2 separate regions of the Mus musculus genome follow, and region 1 is linked to region 2. A link is a contact called in public HiChIP or PLAC-seq data. All regions are on one chromosome and are shown on one strand. Each heading gives the region's core, a stretch centred on a gene start, on an enhancer-like site or on the middle of the called end of the contact. The rest is flanking DNA. Distances are from core to core; before and after follow the strand shown. Region 1 holds the start of Rph3al (rabphilin 3A-like (without C2 domains)). Region 2 overlaps Ywhae (tyrosine 3-monooxygenase/tryptophan 5-monooxygenase activation protein, epsilon polypeptide).

Region 1 (2,903 bases), core at 207-2,706, 150 kb before region 2:
ATTCTGGACATCTCTATAGGCAGCACCAGATCATACGTGATCTTCTGTACAAGCTTGGCTTCTTCTCTTAGTGTAACATTTGGGCTATTGGGAATAACAGTGACTTAAGAATATTTGTACCCATGTCTATGAGGACGTATGTTTTAGTCCTCTTGTGGTTGGTACTTAGGACAACTGAGTTTCCGAGCCATATGGCAAGTATGTGGTTAACATTTTGAGAGAATAGCAAACAAATTTCCAGCCTCAATGTTTTTTTTTTTTAATTTCATGTATATGTGTGTTTTGCTTATGTGGATCTATGTGCATTTATGCAGTCCCTATGGAGACCAGAAGAGGGCACCAGAACCCCTGGGACTGGAATTACAGGTGTCTGTAAACCACCTTGTGGGTGCTGGGAATCAAACCTGGGTCCTCTGGAAGAGCAGCCAATGCTTTTAATCACTGAACCACATCACCAGCTTTCTCCATCAATATTCTTTTGTAGAATATAAAGAGGCTCTGAATTTTCAATCCACTGGACTGGATTGGATGAAATCAAAGGCTATCCTTATGCATACTGACCCAAGTCTCTTTTTCTTCTCAACACATGCACACACTCACACACGCATGCACACACTCACACACACACACACACGCACACATGCACTCCATTTAGGAGGCACAAGCAGCGCCTTTGTAATAGGCAGCCTGAGTTAGCCCTTGGCTCAGTAACACACAGAAAGCCAGCTAAGCTGCACTACTTACGTTGAGCCATCAGGTTCTAAAGAAGGTTCCTTCCTGCAGGGTTTGCAAGATATCCCTTGTGGACGATGACTTTTTAAAGTGCCTAGTGGAGGTACTGGCTGCCACCCCATGCCTTGCCCTCTGGAGAACACCCTGGGGTCTCTTACGGAGCAGAGCACAGGCCTGTAAGCTTCCACTCTGGTCCAATGAAGGTTGGGGAGGTTGAGGGGACTCATGAGCTTGCCTGTGTCTCTCTTTGGGATGTTCTCAGGGCAGTGGGGCTGTGTGGGAAAGGGCAGAAGCTGATGCTCTGCAGGGCTTGCCAGCTGAGTTGAAAGTTGCTGAGATGGTGCCTTCTCTCCCTTCTGATTCTCACCCTCTGATGTCATTGTCTACTCTGGTCACTTAGCGATGTGATGCACCTAGCCACCTGTCCCAAGATCCCGAGCCTTTGGAAAAGGAGCTCTGAGTAAGGCTTTTGCTGGAGGAGTTAAGAGTGTAGCATCGCCAGGCAGTGGTGGTGCATGCCTTTAATCCCAGCACTTGGGAGGCAGAGGCAGGAGGATTTCTGAGTTCAAGGACAGCCTGGTCTACTACAGCCAGGGCTACACAGAGAAACCCTGTCTCGAAAAACCTTAAAAAAAAGAGTGTAGCATCAATGGTCAGCAGGGATCGGGATTCCCGTCAACACCCCAGTCACTAACATGTGCTTCCCTTGTCCTCCTGCCTCAGATGTGACTCCTGCCCTGGGCTGTGCTCCCCGTCATGGCTGACACCATCTTCAGCAGTGGAAATGATCAGTGGGTTTGCCCCAACGATCGGCAGCTTGCTCTGAGAGCCAAGTAAGCATCTGTGGCCTGCAGGAGTGGCCCTTCCCTCCCTCTCCACCTGCTGCCCTCTTCCCCTCTTCCCAGTCTTTTGCAAGTTTTGCTCCCCAGGGAGGAGTTTGGAGAGAGGCGGATGTCAAATGCACACCACTCTCGGCCCATGCTTATGTATTACTCACCACGAACTAACATGTTCCCATTTCTCAGATAAGGAAAATGAGGCCTTCACTCCTTGCCCGTGTCCCTTGTCAGTGGCTGGGCTGGAACCTACATCCAAGTCCAGCTGACTCCCACACCTGTGCTCTTTCACAACAGCCCACAGGGAGCAAGACTTCCCCATTGGGCCTGCTCTTGTCCCTGAGCCTGGCATAGAGGGGCAATACAGAGCACATGCCTGTTCCCTGAATGAACAGCTCACTTCAGTAGAGACCACCGCTGGCTACAGCATCTTTCCTACGTCCTTAGTGGGGTCTGTGTCCTTCTGTGATTCCCTTGTGTCTTTTTGGAGGTCTTCATTTTCCTATTACCCCTCAGACTAGTGACCCTTCAATTTTGGTTGGGCCTGGCCTGCCCCCCCCCCCGACACACACACACACACACACACACACACACACACACACAGTGTCCCTGTGGCTGAGCCTCTCAGATGCCCCTCATGCCCTCTAGTCTGTTCCAGATCTCTGGTGGGTGCCATCCCTGGCTCTGATAGGACAAGAACATCCCTGCAGCTATCAGACTGTGTTGGCATCAGAAGCCAGCATTTCCCAACTGGGACCAAGCTTAAGAAATTCGCAATTAGACGTTAGAAGCCTGTGGGAGTCAGAGCTGAGACATCAAAGGTGGATAGAAAAATCCATCTGAAACGCTCAGGAAGAATGGCGTCGCATGTGATGTGTGAGCATCCTTGCTCTCCTCCATCTGGGTGCCTCAGCCCCCCCCCCACCTCACCCCTGCAGAGAGAATGACTAGGGATGAGATTGGTCCCACTCACCATCTCTGATGCCAGGCCAATTAGGTGCCCTCTCTGGCAGGGTGCACATTGCTGGGAGACCTCAGCTCTTGGACCTCGTCCAAGAGCCCAGCTGTCCCTTGACCTTCCAGCATCCCCTTCATTCCCAACTTTGTCTCTCATTCACCAGCTGCTGAAGCTGTCCTAGCCTCTCAGAAGAGCCAGTGTGTCTCCTCCCAGGTGTGTGTCTGAGAGACAGATGCCCGTTGCAGAGCTAGACATCGAGTCCAGTAGACCCCCTAGGAAACACAGAGAGTTTTCCAACCCACATTCTTCCTTCCAAGCACCCAGGTGTCTCTCCACATACCTAAACTCAATTGGTCTTTCATATTAAAGCAGAGATG
Region 2 (2,846 bases), core at 13-2,512:
CTAAAGAAGATCTATACACTCCACCCAAAACTGCCATAAAAATCCATGTGTGATAATCTCGAAGATTTGATGAAAGAGAAAATCTTAGATGCACAATAGTATAAGTTAATACGAGATTGGGCTATGTGAGCTAATTTACTAATGAGCTACAGCCTAAGTCCCATTTGCTACATCTTAAAAAAAAAAATGGAATCTACACTTAGCAAAGAGGCATCAACCTAGAGCTATGTGTGGGGAAACAAGAGTGAAAGAGTCAACACTAACAGGTTAAACAGCTACAGCTTCTTCAGTACAAGTTTATGGAAACCTTGTCATTCAGATTATCAGGTATAAGAAACTACCTCAACCTTGTCCTCTGACAGACAAACACATGCTTTTTATTTTGCACTGTGGGTGGGTATGTGGGTCCTGGAGGTGACTCAGCCTGGCAAGCTTCCTATCAAGCATTTTTACCTGCTGAGCTACCTCCCTGGCCCATACATTAATAATAATAATAATTTAAGAGGTGCAAAGTGAAAAAAGCAGCCAATGTCCACTTTCCATTTCTACCTCCCACCTCAACCAGGCATGTACCTAAGAATACAGACATAAACACAAACATATATACACAAATTTAAAACACAAAGACCTTGGGTTCAATATTCTGCACTAAAAACAGAGGAAACAGTTCATACACCAATGTACTTTACAAAAGGTAAAATGAAGCCAGGCATGGTGTGGCCTACACCTTTAATCCCAGCACTCAGGAGGCAGAGGCAGGCAGATTTCTGAGTTCAAGGCCAGCCTGGTCTACAGAGTGAGTTCCAGGACAGCCAGGGCTATACAGAGAAACCCTGTCTCGAAAAACAAAAAACAAAAAAAAAAGCATTCCCAGGATGTTGAGGTGGTAAACATTTATAATCCATTCAAGCCTAGGCTAGGCTAGGCAAGACAAGACAAGGCGAGGTGAGGTGGAGAGGAGAGGCTAGGTTAGATATCTAGTACCAAGACCCTGCCTCAAACAAAGCAAGCAACCCCAAAATTTATGTTAAGAGAATCCTGTGACAACCTACAAGAAAACAGAAGGTAGCTCCCTCCTCTAGAACGTTTGCACTCCACAATGAGAAATTTTGTCCACTACTTACCTGCAGGCACGGTCGGGGGAATTAAGAATTTCATAGTAGAATACGGAAAAGTTGAGAGCAAGACCTAAACGAATGGGGTGCGTTGGAGGAAGTTCTGTCATCGCAATGTCACTAGCAGCTTTGTAAGCCACGAGGCTGTTCTCTGCTGCCTCCTTCCTGTCATTTCCTGTGGCAAACTCAGCCAGATACCTGTGGTAGTCCCCTTTCCTACAATACAATAGTAGACAAAAAACACAGTTAGAAAATAGTCCTTACAGCATGGAAATTTTCTCTACCATGCAGTACATAACAAAATACAGTTAACACTTAAGATATAGATTTTTTTACAAAATTCAGTATCCATCAGGTTGGAAATCCTTCTTTCTTAAGGACTTCCTGGCTTTTTGCTGTTGTTGTCTTTGCTTTTTTTTTATTTTTATTTTTATTATTTTTTTTTTTTTGGTTTTTTTCAAGACAGTGTTTCTCTGTGTAGCCCGGGCTGTCCTGGAACTCACTCTGTAGAGCAGGCTGGCCTCGAACTCAGAAATCCACCTGCCTCTGCCTCCCAAGCGCTGGGAATAAAGGCATGCACCACCACTGCCCGGGCGGACTTCCTGTTTTAAATTATTGGCCAACTACCTCAGAAAATAACTGGGGAAAAAAAATTGAAAATCACCTGACTGGTACACAAATGTCTCCGAAGAAGAGCACACACTCGTCACAAAACACATTTTCTGCCATCACTTCAGTGCCCAGAACCCAGGAGCCCTGAGCAAGCTGAGCCCTGCTATTCCTGAGTTACTCTCAACCTTATTTCTCTACAGAAAGTTAAGATTATACTGTAAAATGGGAAACTTTAGCTAAGAAGGAAGCCACAAAATCAAAAACCCAGGCAGGGTGTGGTAACATATAATCCTAGCACTTTGGAAGTTGACAAGATCACCCCAAATCTGAGACGATCCCAATCTACAGAGTTCCAGGCCAATCAGAAATATAAAGACCTCTTCTCAAATAAACCTGACAACCTTAATCTCACTCAGGAAGCTGGCAGATCTCTAAATTCTAGGCTAGCATGGTCTGCCATTAGTGAGTTCCAGGACAATGGGTGGGGGAAAGGAGGGTCAGCTCAACAATGAAAAGCTGTGTATTTTGTACAGGTACTTTGCACAACAGTCAGACAATCTCAAATACAATTAATTCTTCATTAGTATTGTTTTTTCAACTAATTAAAACTGTAAGTTCTGATAACTAACCCTCCAAATTCTCAGCTATTTTTAAATAAAAGTTGAAAATCTACATTTAAAAAGTTATGGTTCTAAAGCCAACTTTAAATCTTACATTTTCCCTTCTAGTATAGAACCTACATTTTATAATAGAAAACCTTGGACTCGCCAGTGTTAGCTGCTGGAATGAGGTGTTTGTCCAGTACATCCAGAATGTCACAACAGATTAACTTGAGCTCAGTTTCAACCTAGGGAGGGAAAACATCCAATTAACTTTGGCAATTCAAAAGTCTTTATTATATTCTAAATATAATATCTGAAGAACCAAGTCTTAAAGCATGTATGTCTCCAAATCCTTAGACCTAGTCCTTAAAAGTTGATAGAAAACTGGTAAGAGTATAGAAAGCCTCTTCTTTAAAGCATACACAACCCCCCACAGTTCACCTAAAGACTAACCAAGCACTTACATGAATTAATTCCCATTGTAAGGTACCAACTGTGATGGCTACTCTTGGTTGTC

What was found. HiChIP or PLAC-seq counts read pairs in DNA pulled down with a chosen protein or histone mark.
Region 1: a CTCF HiChIP or PLAC-seq map of CD8 T cells shows a contact between it and region 2, with 9 read pairs. The contact joins the promoter of Rph3al here to the enhancer-like site in region 2. A contact is called at or near these places in 3 of 15 datasets of contacts at CTCF or cohesin (CD8 T cells, embryonic stem cells and large pre-B cells), 10 of 484 Hi-C or Micro-C datasets (Sertoli cells, colon epithelium, effector CD8 T cells and 7 more), 11 of 115 datasets of contacts at active chromatin or transcription factors (cardiomyocytes, effector CD8 T cells, embryonic stem cells and 2 more) and 4 of 9 other capture datasets (adipose tissue, embryonic stem cells, liver and 1 more).

Annotation. Positions count from the first base shown.
Region 1 is chr11:75,909,612-75,912,514 of GRCm38.p6, reverse strand. It overlaps Rph3al (rabphilin 3A-like (without C2 domains)), which reads left to right and starts at 1,456. Exons shown (of 8, transcript NM_029548.4): 1 at 1,456-1,565. The coding sequence starts at 1,489.
Region 2 is chr11:75,755,302-75,758,147 of GRCm38.p6, reverse strand. Ywhae (tyrosine 3-monooxygenase/tryptophan 5-monooxygenase activation protein, epsilon polypeptide) reads right to left here. Exons shown (of 6, transcript NM_009536.4): 3 at 2,468-2,574; 4 at 1,125-1,331. Among named protein-coding and RNA genes, the nearest start is that of Ywhae, 24 kb to the right of the region's middle. Within about 2 kb of position 1,262, at least 19 of the 459 cell types and tissues checked have an H3K27ac peak or open chromatin away from gene starts, as enhancers often do. A contact at or near this core is called in CD8 T cells, memory CD8 T cells and regulatory T cells, where this site is marked.